2 separate regions of the Triticum aestivum genome follow, and region 2 is linked to region 1. Evidence: chromatin contacts called from public Hi-C data. All regions are on one chromosome and are shown on one strand. Each heading gives the region's core, a stretch centred on a gene start, on an enhancer-like site or on the middle of the called end of the contact. The rest is flanking DNA. Distances are from core to core; before and after follow the strand shown. Region 1 holds the start of LOC123139134 (two-component response regulator ORR23). Region 2 has its middle 32 kb from the start of LOC123134811.

Region 1 (6,637 bases), core at 2,563-5,062:
AATATTGCTTGGCAGGTGAGAGGAGCTCCACATAAGCTTCGGATCAAGCAGACTGTCTGAACTTCCAAAGCTCAAGTACTTCTGCTCGGTATCTGGAGACAGATGTACCGCGCCACCGAAGGAGCTAGCTCCCACTTTGGTACCTCTTGCGACCACAAGGTCATTTGTTGGACGGAAACTTGCTGAGAATGCATCACCCAATCTGGTTGCACCATTGCTGCTGAATGAAGCACCATTATTGTTGAATGAACCATGCACAGGCAACATGTTTGCAGAAAATCCAGATGAAGGAAGAGCGCTCTGCTGGCATACACGAGACTCCAATGGACCAGAAGAGGCTCCAATGGCACCTTCGAGAATTTCTACACTTGCAGATGGAGCTCGAACTGATGGCTGGATGGCTACTTTGGCCTGTGTGCACTCCACGAGATCTGGAGGTAGTAATGGACTGCTTGTGACACTTGGGAGCATGCGAGGCATGCCATTACCCCGGCTATTCCCAGAAAGGATGGTGGACAGATCACCACTGCCCTCATTCATCCACTTCTGTTGCAATTGGGCCTGCCCAAGCGATGTTGCTAAACCTTGTCCCAAGTTCCCATGCTGGTTTCCTGGTAGGCTAAGATGATACTTAGCTGCATCACCAATCAAAGGATTTGTTGTGCAACTGCTACTTCCAGTCGGAATTGACCTGGAAGTAGCCACCCCCTGAATCACAACCGCTGTTTGGTTGTTTCTAGGACTATTTAGCAATCCATGTGCACTGAAAGTTGATAGCGCTGCAGGAGAGGTGAAAGCTTGATAACCCTGGAGTCCTTCGAATGCATCCATGCGCAGAAAGGGGTCTCTACCTCCCAAGGCAGCAACGATGCCAGCTTGTTGTGATGCCACAGCACTTAACCGTCGGAGATAAAGCCTATATTTCTGCATGTACACCAAAGCAATCGGTTAAACTTGTGAAGCAGGTTATACCAAGTGTTTAATTATCTATTCACGTCTAGTACTTAGTTTGTTTCCAAATGAGTCCCTTTTTCCAGCTCTACCAGATTACACATTTACTTGTTTCAGAATTTGCATGAAACTGCACTGTTTAAAGGTGAAAATAAAATACTTACAAAAAAACAGTGAAAATACATACTTACTCCAGCTCTAGTATGGAGATTGAAAGTATATTTGTTCCAGGTTATAATCATGGTGACAGCAGTGCTTTCTTTCACAACAACTTTAATACTGTTAATCACTCAGCATATTATATTTTACTCCCTCCGTCCCAAAATAAGTGTCACAAATTTTGGGACGGAGGGAGTATATGCTAGTATCATGTATCATTTGCACTGAAGAACTCAATGAAAATTTGCAGAATACACATACAGCAAAAATTATCTCCTAGTTATAGTAATTTGTTCTATGCACTACCATCTTGAATACCTAGCTGCTCTCTGCGGTGCAGATTTAAGCTAGGCGGTATGGAACAGACAGAGTACTGAACTACTAATAATAATTACAAAGAAGTAAATTAAGTGGCTTGCCTGTAGGTGACTTGCAACATTTTCCCTAGTGAGTTTCTCAACGTTCATGAGCTCGAGTATCCTTTTTGGCACAGCTTCTGCATAAACATGAAAGAATAGTGAGCAACATGAGTGACTCCAGAAAAAAAGTACAGTAGCAACAGAGGAGGGAGGTACTGGTAAGTTCTTACTGTCAATTCCAAGATGGTTGACAGCAGCGACAAATTTTCTATGCAGTTCAACTGACCAAACAACTCTTGGCCTCTTTGGAGCCGAAGGGTCATCGTTATCTTGACCACTGCTATCCTCGTCTTCGTCTTCCTCCTCGCTATGGTACTCCTTCCTCTTCTTGCTGGGCCTCCCACTTTGGTCGGGCGACCCACATGTAACTTGGCCGTACACATAGTCAGAGTCCGCACTTGGTGGCTTATTGCACTCTTCATACGTATCAAGATTAATAGAGTCACGGGTAGTGAATTTCCTTCTAACGACATGCTGCCAGATATTCCTAAGCTCCTCGATGCGAACGGGTTTTAGGAGATAGTCGCAAGCACCATGAGTTATCCCCTTCATTACAGTTTTTGTCTCTCCATTCACAGATAACACTGCACAGAAAATAATTGGTTAGCACTGACATTTTCCCCTCCTAAATTAGAAGAACAAATCACAGGATTTGGTGTGCTGAATTGATTCTTTGCACATATGTAGTACATCTTTGTATGTACTTTATAGAAGTACCTCCTGGGCTCCTATTACCAAGATCAGTAAGAAAATTGGGCAGCTGTGAGATGGATAAAACTTGGAACTTACTGATGACAGGGAGGTCCATCTCAAGCCCCACAAGCTCAAGAAGCTTAAACCCATCCATGTCTGGCATGTGCACATCACTGATAACCAGATCAAACATGTCCCTGTTTTCCCGCAGCATCCTCAGCGCGATAACAGCCTGATTCGTCGCCGTCACTGAAAAAACACCAACAGGTTACTCTTCCTTTTTTACAATTTCTGTTGGTAGCTTACCAAACAGACCGCTTGGTAACAGGTTACTCTTCCAAAGTGGGTAACAACTAACAATACAAGAAAAGGGGAATGGTCCTATGCATTTTTCATGGCAAAAATCAGATGCCTCGTGCATCTGTACTATAAAAAGGGAATCATAAATTCAGGTCACGCAATCAAATGAATCTATCCATCTAGAGGTACTCAATCTTTGGCTGCAGGCAGCATTTATATATGATGTTCAGTACACCAAATCTACTTGCGAGCCGTGACAACTACCAACAGCAATTTTTTAGTGGTTGTCCTGGACACTGAGGAACAGGCAGATTTTCTGAAACAGAGCAACTAAAATTGACCGCTCCTGACGCAGTAGACGGCTCCTAAAGAAATTAACAGTCCTGAGCTGAAAAGGAAAAAGAAAGAGCTCTCACCGTGATACTGGCAGCGGCGCAGGAGGGTCTCGAGCACCTTGAGGCAGACCGGGTCGTCGTCCACGGCGAGGACCCGCATGCCGACGGGGAACTGGTCCCTCCCCGCCGCCGCCGCGCCCCTCCTCACGTCCGTCCTCATGAGGACAACAACTCCAGAAAAATCCCCACCCCTCCCTCACTCGAAGCCAACCAATTCGCCGGAAGAAGTCCAAGAACTCGACCCAGCAGAGGCAGCTCGCTCCGGACAGGCTCGGAGGAGTGCAAGAACACGAATTTCACACGGGACGCGCAGGTTGGTGGTGGCGCTGGCCCTAGGCTCCAACCAAGAGGCCAAGAAAACCGCCCAAATCGAGCCAATTGCAGAGGGAGGGAGGCGGGCGCGGGGATGTGGACGGGGGAGGTGGCTTGGACTCGAGGCCTCCCAATCCCCAGCAAGGGAAGGAAAGAGAGCCCGCCGTCCGTCCAACCTTAGCTGAAAAGAGAAGCGGGGAGGGGGAGAAAGAAAGGAGCAGCTGGTGGATTGGGACCTGGGGACGGATGGGGCTTCAGGACCAAACCCACCACCGCCACCGCCCCATCATCATTGAAGCGGGGATGTGGGAAAGCAAGAGGCGGGGCCGGGCCGGGCCGGGAGTTGGACGCCAAAAGAGATGGGCGGAAAAGGGCGCCGATGGCGACCGCCGGAGGTGACCGCGCAACCAATCCCGCACTGCACGCCCCCTCTCTCGGCTCGTACGCGCCGCGGCTGGTCTCTAGGAGGTCGCGGCGGGGAGGAGGGGGCGGAGGGGACGGGGGTTTGGTTGGATTGAGCTAGCTGGGGCGTGGTGGTTCTTGGGCTGGTGTTGGGGAGGAAGAGGGGGGTGGGAAGTGAGTGCGTGAGAGGGGAGGGGGCACGGGCGGCCATGGATATAGAGGAGGGAGCTAGGGTCAAAAGAGTGGCGTGTCATCAGGCCAGGATACAACAGAAGGCGGGGCCCCGTCCATCCACGAGCCTCCTCCAAACTGATCATTACTACTGCTGCAGGAATGTGATTCTCTGTGGCTCACACCAAAGGGGTGATTCTTGTGATTTGTTTGAGGAGACTTTGGTCCTTGACTCTGGGTGCGTATTTTTTGACGGCGGAACCAACTCAAGTTGTCATGGCAACTTTTGTAGGATTTGGCATGATCAAAGGTGAAAGTTGTCATGTAGGGCCAAACAAGCATAAAAATTTGCCATGTTTCACGGAAAAATTATCGTTCGTTCGATCGTGATCAGACGTCTTATAGAGCGTTTGCTAGGAGGCCCAGTCTGACGTTCGCTGGATATCATTTGCGTAATTTATTTCATAAAAAGGGCTCACGCCAGGGTTTACTATGAAGCCCTTAGGTTTACCGAATACAACATGAGGTCTGATGTCCGTCCACAAAGTGCCAAATGTGCTCAAAAGCGAGTAAATAGCCATGTCGAGATGGAGATCAGCAACTAAAAACTCGCTACTGAAGATCGAGCACCAACACTATCTGAGTCACCACGGAAGAGTAGCCGCATGGGGACGTAGACTTGAGATGATGTTGTTGACACACAGTGATTCTTGGCGCATTCTCAAAGGTCTCCAAAGCTATAAAACATGTGTCATCTTGTAAAAGTCATTAGCGAGTTTGCTTAATAAAGGTGCCCCTCAATAAGAGCTTTGTTTTTAAGGTTCCATAGTTTTCAAATAAGGTGAAGCAGGCTATGATACACCATGAAAGGGGCCGACCATTCCTTAGATTGAAGTTCTCAAATGACGATGGTCCCACACGCACCCAAAAACATCTCTGATGCAACTCCACATGAACTAGGATAAAATACATCTAAAGAAGATGTGGTCCATGTCCTCATCGTCCCCACACACTTCGCATTTTCCGTCCCACGGGGCATGGAACTTGGAGACTTGAGCCCCACTAGGCAACATACCTCTATCAAGTTGCACAAAAGGATTTTAGTTTTATCTGGAATCCTCGCCCCTTGAGAATTGTTGTGTAGAAGGAACTTGTGAAAAACTAACTATACGACTCGAGGGCCAGCACAAAGGAGTCTTCCTTGATAGTTGGGTGGGCATCTTGAAGCAAAGTGATAAGGTTTATCCATTGAGACCGATCATCCGGCAACGGAGAGTATGTAAACCGAAGGGTCATATGAGATTTATCCAAATGTCACAAATCCTACAATTTGAATTTGTCTGAAACGTTGAAGAGCCTCAGGAAGGAAGCAAATTGGGGGGCTCCATGTCTAGGAATCTAACCAAAGCCAAAGCATGTGGCGCGAGTATTGCTCATTGCATGTTTTGCTCTAGGGATTGCCACAAGCTTGAAGATCACACTGATCAAGGCAACCGGACTATATTGGAGCATAAATCCTCGCTAACCTTGGAAGGAGTCAGCACTCCATAGTTTAGACTCTTCATATCGAGGAGACCCTTAAAGAAGGCATCAACCAACTTGAAAATTTGAGCCCCATTAGGGCACATCGCTTCTTATAAAAGAGCAATGGGAACCCATATGGTTTGATGCGGTATTAGGATGTGTGGCTTTCAAAGCCTCCTCTACTTCATGAAGGGGAAAAGGTGTGGTGAGCACCCATCCTTAGAGCATCGCCAATAGGAGATGCAAATTTGGAGATGTAAAACAGGAGATGTAAAAATTTACATCTCCAAAAAATGCATTTTACATCTCAAGAAAAGAGGCAACTCCAGCAGATGATGTATTTCAAGATGTAAAACTACTACTCTAAGGGATTGAGCGTCAGAGGCCGAGCTTCGAGAGGAGCGCCGGCGACCGAGCGACGAGGATCGGCACGGCGCCCGAGCATCTTGCCGGCGACGGGAGCTCGAATGGCCGGCGACGATAACTCAAATCGGGCGGGGCGTCACAGAGGGGACTCGAATCAGGCGACAGTGTCGCGGCGGTGGGGCGACGAAACCAGCGGCAGCGGGGTCGCCAGAGTCGGCCATGGCCCGAGCGGCGGGAGGCGCACAGGAGGCGGGCGGGTGGAAACGAAATGAAGGCGGTTTGCGCGCAGTTGGCGTTTTTACATCTTCTGTAGGTGGAGATGTGTATTTGCATCGCGAGGTATTGTATTTTACATCTCTGGAAGGCGGGGATGTAATTTTTTTGCATCCACATCATCTGTTGATGAGGGTTTTTTGGGCCTCGGAGATAGTAAACATATGTGTAGTGTCATGCAAAGCTTCATTTATTTGACAGGCGGACGTGGAGCTCAACGAGAAGGCGACGGAGCATCAAGCCATCCTCGACTTCAAAGTGGCCCAAGCAGAGAAGGCAGCGGAGCATCAAGCCATCCTCGACTCAATCCAGTCAGAGGCGAAGGTGAAGGCCAACCGCCGCTTCATTTGACAGGCGGACGTGGAGCTCAATGAGATCTTCATCGAGCTGGACGAGAAGGAGGAGTCCAAGGTGCAGCAGGCAGCCATCCATCAGAGGGCAGGTCCGCATGAGTCGTCGAAATACCCGATGACGAGTACTCCCTCCGTTCAGAATTACTTGTCACAAAAATGGATGTATCTACAACTAAAATACATCTAGATACATTTACTTTTTGGACAAGTAATTCCGAACGGAGGGAGTAGTACGTAGTTTGTGTGCTACATGCTATTGTGTTAATCTGAGGTATAAAATCTTAGGTGCCTGCTGAAACGCGTCCGCAGACAATCCTGG
Region 2 (6,585 bases), core at 3,587-6,086, 140 kb after region 1:
GCCCCAGCCTTACCTGACACAACCTCATTAGTACCGGTTCGTGGTACGAACCGGCACTAAATGGTGATGGTGGGGCCATAGCCTGACCGGAGGCTGACACAGCCTCTTTAGGTACAAACTTTCTGTTAGTGCCCGTAGTTTCCAAATTTGAATAGTTTAAATTTTGAATTATTTGAAATTAGTGTGAATCACTAGTTTGTGAATAACTTAACTTTAAAAATCAGTAAAGGCATGAAAGAATTTGTTTGCACATAAAATTTCTTCGCGTTTCAAATGCCAAAACACATAACTACCCTAACTATTACAGAGATTCCCCTTTGGGTGTGAAACACAGAAGAAAGTTATGATAGTGAAGCCGATCACATCCCAGATCTTTGGGTGTGAAACTTTTTCTTCGCGTGTGTCCCTTTGCGCCGTAACCATGGAAAATCTTCATCATTTAACGGGATGCTCGGGTCAATATTCACTGTGAATGTAGCAATTTCATCAAACTTTTCATAATCTTCTGACTTGTCTGTCTTGTCATCCACTCCCACGATGTTTCTCTTCCCAGAAAGAATTATGTGCCGCTTTGGCTCATCGTACGATGCATTCGCTTCCTTATCTTTTCTTTTTCTTGGCTTGGTAGACATGTCCTTCACATAGAAAAACCTGTGTCACATCATTGGCTAGGACGAATGGTTCGTCTGCATACGCAAGATTGTTGAGATCCACTGTTGTCATTCCGTACTGCGGGTCTTCCGTTACCCCGCCTCGTGTCATATTGACCCATTTGCACCGAAACAAAGGGACCTTTAAACCACGTCGATAGTCAAGTTCCCATATATCCTGTATATAACCATAATATGTTTCCTTTCCCGTCTTGGTTTCTGCATACCTCGTAGATAAAAATATCTATGTCAACTTGATGGGCATAATTTGTCATAAACACGAAATGCAACAAATAGTTTTAAAAGAGAATATACCACATCCGAATCATAACAAGGACGAGGGCCGACAGAGACGGATATCAAAACCATGGCACTATGTATAACAAACAACGTACGGGTAAGATAATTATTATACGAGTAACTATATATCCAAATCACACAAACATCAATTTTTATATAAAATTTCATGAACAAGAGGCTCACCACAAGGTGGTGCCAGCGACGGGACGGTGCGGGCGATCGACGGTGGTTACGACGGAGATTTAGAAGGCACTAAGTAAACCACACCTACATATGCAAACTAAGTGTTATTTTGACCTCAAATTGCATATAAATCAAATACTAGCACATATATATATTTCCTCCCAAATTACTCAACTCACAAATTAATAACTATATAAAAGCATTGCAAGAGCTAATCTAGCAATGAGAGATGAAAGGACAAAGTTGTTAACCTTTGTGATCACTTAAGCTTGAATGGATGGGGGCCTTCAAATCTTGACAAATTTTGGGCAAAATGTGTGATGAGCTCGAGGGGAGAAGAGGAAGAACAGAGAGGAGAGGAGAGGGGAAAGGGGGGAGAACAGAGCGAGCTGGACTAAGGGTTTATATGCAGAAGGACCTATAGTACCGGTTCGTGGCACGAACCGGTACTAAAGGTGCTGGAGGGGGCCCAGACTGACAACATCCTGCCACCACCCTCATTAGTACCTGTTCGTGGCACGAACCGGTGCTAAAGGTTAGCCACGAACCGGTACTAATGAGAGCGGCCCGGCTAGCCGTTGGAACCGGCACTAATGTATACATTTGTGCCGGCTCTAATACAAACCGGCACTAATGTGCTTCACGTTTGACCCTTTTTCTACTAGTGATAAGAAGTCACCACATTATGTTTGCAAGCTTGACAAGGCACTCTATGGTTTAAAACAAGCACCCAGAGCATGGTACTCCAGATTGAGCTTACAGTTGAAATATCTTGGTTTCATTGCCTCGAAAGCTGATACATCTTTGTTTATTTACAACAAGGCTGGAGTAGTCATTTTTGTGCTTATACATGTTGATGATATCATAGTTGCAAGTTCTTCACAAAATGCTACTAATGCACTTCTGCATGATTTGAGCTCAGAGTTTGCCTTGAAGGACCTAGGTGATTTGCATTTCTTCTTAGGTATTGAGGTCAAGAAAATTCAAGATGGAATTGTGTTAAATCAGGAGAAATATATCACTGAGCTTCTATCTCGCATGGGAATGAAAAATTGCAAGCCAGTTCCTACACCTTTGTCTTCCTCAGAAAAACTATCAGCATATGAAGGTGTGCCACTTCAGGAGGAGGAAAGCACAAGGTATAGGAGTACTGTGGGAGCATTACAATATCTAACTCTCACACGTCCAGATATCTCATTTGCTGTCAACAAGGTTTGTCAATATCTGCATGCACCTACTTCTGCACATTGGTCAGCTGTCAAGAGAATTGTAAGATATGTGAAGCATACTATGGGAATAGGACTCCATTTCAAACGTTCTAATTCCTCTCTTGTGAGTGCATTCTCTGATGCTGACTGGGCAGGATGCAGTGATGACAGAAAATCAACTGGAGGCTTTGCAGTATTTTTTGGGTCTAATCTTATCTCTTGGAGTGCTAGAAAGCAAGCCACTGTGTCACGGTCAAGCACAGAAGCTGAGTATAAGTCCTTGGCAAATGCAACTGCAGAAATCATTTGGGTTGAATCACTTCTTGAGGAATTGGGAATAAAGAAGAATCGTATCTCATGTTTATGGTGTGATAACTTGGGAGCAACATATTTGTCCGCAAATCCTGTGTTTCATGCAAGGACAAAGTACATCGAAATTGATTTTCACTTTGTGCGAGAAAGGGTTGCAGCCAAGAAGCTTGAGATACAGTTTATTTCTTTCAAGGATCAAGTAGCAGACGACTTTACAAAGGCATTGCCATCAAAACCATTTGAGGAGTTCAAGAGTAATTTTAATCTAGGATAGTTAAGATCAAGGAAGGGTGTTAGAGAATATGTTTCCGTAGTTATCTCCAACTCCTTTCCTTTACTTCTTCTACTCAAACTCCTTGTAATCTTTCTTGTACTTCGAGGCTTGGCTTCGGCCCATATCAATATAAATAGAACCGCGGCTACCCTCGAGAGGTAGGGAACGCTTATTATCTTACACCTCCCTCCATGCTTGCGCGCACCGGTGGCCCGGACGGGTGCGGTCAACGTCGTGGGCGCCGCACCGGGTTGGCTCCGGGGTTCGTTTGTTGGTCAATCGCCCGGGTTGGCGGGGGCCGCGCCGTACGACACACTGTGCAGACGCGCGAGGGTTCCGGCCCGTGTAACGTGTTCCTTGTGCTGCTGCATGGCACGGACGGACGCGCTGCACGAGAAAAAATGGCTCTCCATCCCGTCCCCACGGTCGCTAGCTGTGTGGGGGGTGACTGGCTTGGGGTTGGGGCACCGCCCGTTCTTTTCACTCTTCGCGAGCCGGTCACGCCCTGGTCCTGGCCCTGCACACGCATATGGTCCGGCCGGTCACCGACGTCGGCCGGTCCGGTGGGCTTCGTCACGTACGAGCGCGCTTTTACTTACCGAATGGCAAAAGTCAACCAATATCCGTGCTGCTATGAGTCCCGAAACGTACGCGAAATGCATATGATCCGTCCAGTGATGGTTGCATCCATCCATTCACCCACCCATCACGCACACAGGCAGCACGACTCGCCATACATACATGCACGTACATTTTCATCGCCATTGATTGATCGGTCGGTGCAGCGACGACCGGGGATTGACGGCGCGGCGGGGCCGGAGCTGTGTCCGGTTACTGTTTGAGCAACAGGGGAAACGTGTTCCCGCGCGAGAGATCGATCAACGTGGGCGCGCGGGGTTCCGGCCGGGCAGGGGAGAGAATGGCACCCTATACGTATGCGCACGCCGAAGATGACGCGCACATTTCACTCTTTGCGGGCACGTCGCGACGGCGCCAACGCACGCCGGCTCGCTAGCTCCAGCAGGCGACTGGCGTACACTGCAGCTGGGTAGAGCTGTACACACTGGCATGGCATGACGGCATCCGTTGACACGGCGACGATCTCATCCGATTTGATCGACCTTCGACGTCGGTGCAGTGGTTGGTTTTCACTACATGAACGTACGTGACAAATTAGGGTGACAAATTAGGGTGAGACTACAGTTCAGTCGACTGAATATTTCAGTTTGCGTCAGTTGATTCCTGAACCGTTTGATGAAAATCGTGTGGCAGCAAGATCTTTTTCTTCCCCAGCTCCCCAACCGCCAAATGTGATGCCGGCTGAACCGCCGGCAACCGCGACCCGTGGTCGGCGGCGCTTCCGCGACCGCCTCGCCGCCCCGCCATCCCCAGAACCGCCACCCACCCCCGGTCTAGCTGCCGCCCCGGCCATCCCTCTAGCCCCGCCCGCGACTGGATTTTTCTCTCCGGCGAAGTGCGCCCCCGCCCCACCACCGCCCCCCGCCCCAGCCGTTCACAACCAACCCCATCCTGAACCCTTAGATAGATACTGGGGTGATGACGACGAGTCCCTTCCCTATCTCCGGCGAGGTCTTTTCTTATCTCTGGCGAGGTCTTTCATTCGTTCAAAAATCGACTGACCACAAACTGAAAAATCGGTCGACTGATAAGTAGCTAATTCGGACAAATTAACCTTGTGAATCCTCGATCAACCGAGCATCAGAGCATGCATGCATGCACGTTCACGGTACGCCCATTTACGCATGGGGTCTAACAAGCTGCATGGTTACACTTACACGGACCATGGTAACGGGTAACCGTGTGAAAATACTCCATTGTTTCCATGGATGAAGATGATGCGTGCCCACTGGATCGATCGATCTACCTAGCATCATTAGCTTGCACCGGTACGTACGTTCGTGTCCCACCTAATTAATGCGACATAGTACGTACGTACGCACACACGCCCTTGGGACCGATCGCAAGTTAAATTTGACTCGATCGGTTGATAGCGACGTGCATTTGCTCGTCCGTCTCTTGCGCCGTCGTACGTGCTTGTCGCGTCGCGTTATGAGGGATCCGTTGCTACGTACGGGCCTCCGAAATCTCAGATGCAAAATGGCCGGCGTGTGTACGACTGAAAAGTGTAGGGATCAGAAAATTAATGCCTTGTTTCTCGCGCGTACGTACTCGATCATAAATTATAGACACATAGTCGTGTGTCTTGATCAAGTGACTTAATGTTAAAACTTGTTACTGGCTAGTAATATAGATCATTTTCCCCAAGTCTGGAGCGGTTAAAAATTGTGGCCTGTAGTGGAGAGCATCACAGCTGCGATGGCAAATTCGGGCCCTGAAACGCCCGTGGACGCGTCCAGTATCGTTTGCGGACACTGACCGGGCACTTCTCAAATCATGTCGTCTACATCCGTGTATCTCATATCCGGTACCCCATATTCATACTAAGAATGCAACATGGAACTAAACAACGTAGATCATCGAACATATATAGAATCGGACATAGAAATGCACATTCCGATCACCAAAGGATCTTCAGAAGATCGCCAAAGTCCACATATAGTTCACATAAACTATGGACAAGTTTAAACTAGATTGCTAAAAACTTGAAATTCAAGACGGAGACGGCGGAGCTTCACCACTTCCTCGGCGGGCCTTTGCCCTTCTGGGTGCCGGCGCAGTTGTAGTCCTCCGCAGCTGGTGGAGGGTCTTGGTCGTCCGAGGAGGAGGTGCATCTGTCGCGGTCGCAGTCGCGGTAGCCGTCGTTGGAGTCTGAGTCGGAGAGGATGACGAGCCCCTTCATCCGACGAACCGTCCTGTCATGCTTTCGCTTCAACTTGGTGACCAGGGCCTTCTCCGCCGCTGCCTCTTTCGCCTCACGCTCTGCCTGCTCAATAGCAAGCCACGACAGCGCCCGTCGGGGTGCACCTGCATCCGGCGGTGGCAGCGTGTGGATTGCGCCGCCACGTCCCTCTCCCATGCACCCTGCCTCTCGCGGTGCGCGGCGCGCTCCTCTGATTCCGAAGTGCGCGTGCGGGCTGACGGCGTGAGCGCTAGCACCCACCGCTGCCCGCTTGGAGGAGCGGCAGGCGGGGGAAGGAGATGGCGTGGGGGCGGTGCGGACTGCGCTGTCCTGGCATCGCTGCGTGCAGGCCGGGAGGTCTAGCTGATCTCCTCCTCGTAGTAGAACTCGGAGCCGGAGTCGCTGCCGGAGCTGGACATCAGAGTGGATGGGATCGGAATCAGAAAGGGGGAGGAGATGACGGAGCAAGAGCGAGTGGTTAGGGTTGGGAGCGAGGCCCCCGGATTGCGGTTTTTGTGGGACAACTGTGGGGTTGGTGGTGGGCTTGGCCTGTCAGGCGGACGCGCCGGGCGTACCCGGGCCGCCCCATATCCGTCATATATTATGTGCTGGATATGAGGGGCGCCGGTCAGTCCGGACGTTTGTCCGCAGTTTAAGAGGTCTGGTTGGGTCGTTTTCTCTTTTGAACGGTCAGTGACCGGGCGCTCTGCCCTGACATTTGAGACGGATATTATACGTCCGGCTGTAGATGCTCTAAGATAATTTTTCTCCCAGTATAGACCGGTTAAATTAAGTTATTTCCCCTTCTAGCTATGATGGTGTACCGTAGCAGTTCAT

What was found. Hi-C and Micro-C count contacts between places; a contact is called where the count stands out from the background.
Region 2: a contact with region 1 is called in a Hi-C map of leaf, with 6 times the contacts expected there. The contact joins the enhancer-like site here to the promoter of LOC123139134 in region 1. A contact is called at or near these places in 3 of 5 Hi-C or Micro-C datasets (leaf and an unstated tissue).

Annotation. Positions count from the first base shown.
Region 1 is chr6B:675,418,358-675,424,994 of IWGSC CS RefSeq v2.1, forward strand. It overlaps LOC123139134 (two-component response regulator ORR23), which reads right to left and starts at 3,813. Exons shown (of 6, transcript XM_044558933.1): 1 at 2,939-3,813; 2 at 2,319-2,471; 3 at 1,700-2,113; 4 at 1,530-1,606; 5 at 1-924. The coding sequence starts at 3,077.
Region 2 is chr6B:675,557,750-675,564,334 of IWGSC CS RefSeq v2.1, forward strand. No RefSeq gene overlaps it. Among protein-coding and RNA genes, the nearest start is that of LOC123134811, 32 kb to the right of the region's middle. Within about 2 kb of position 4,837, at least 1 of the 8 cell types and tissues checked has an H3K27ac peak or open chromatin away from gene starts, as enhancers often do.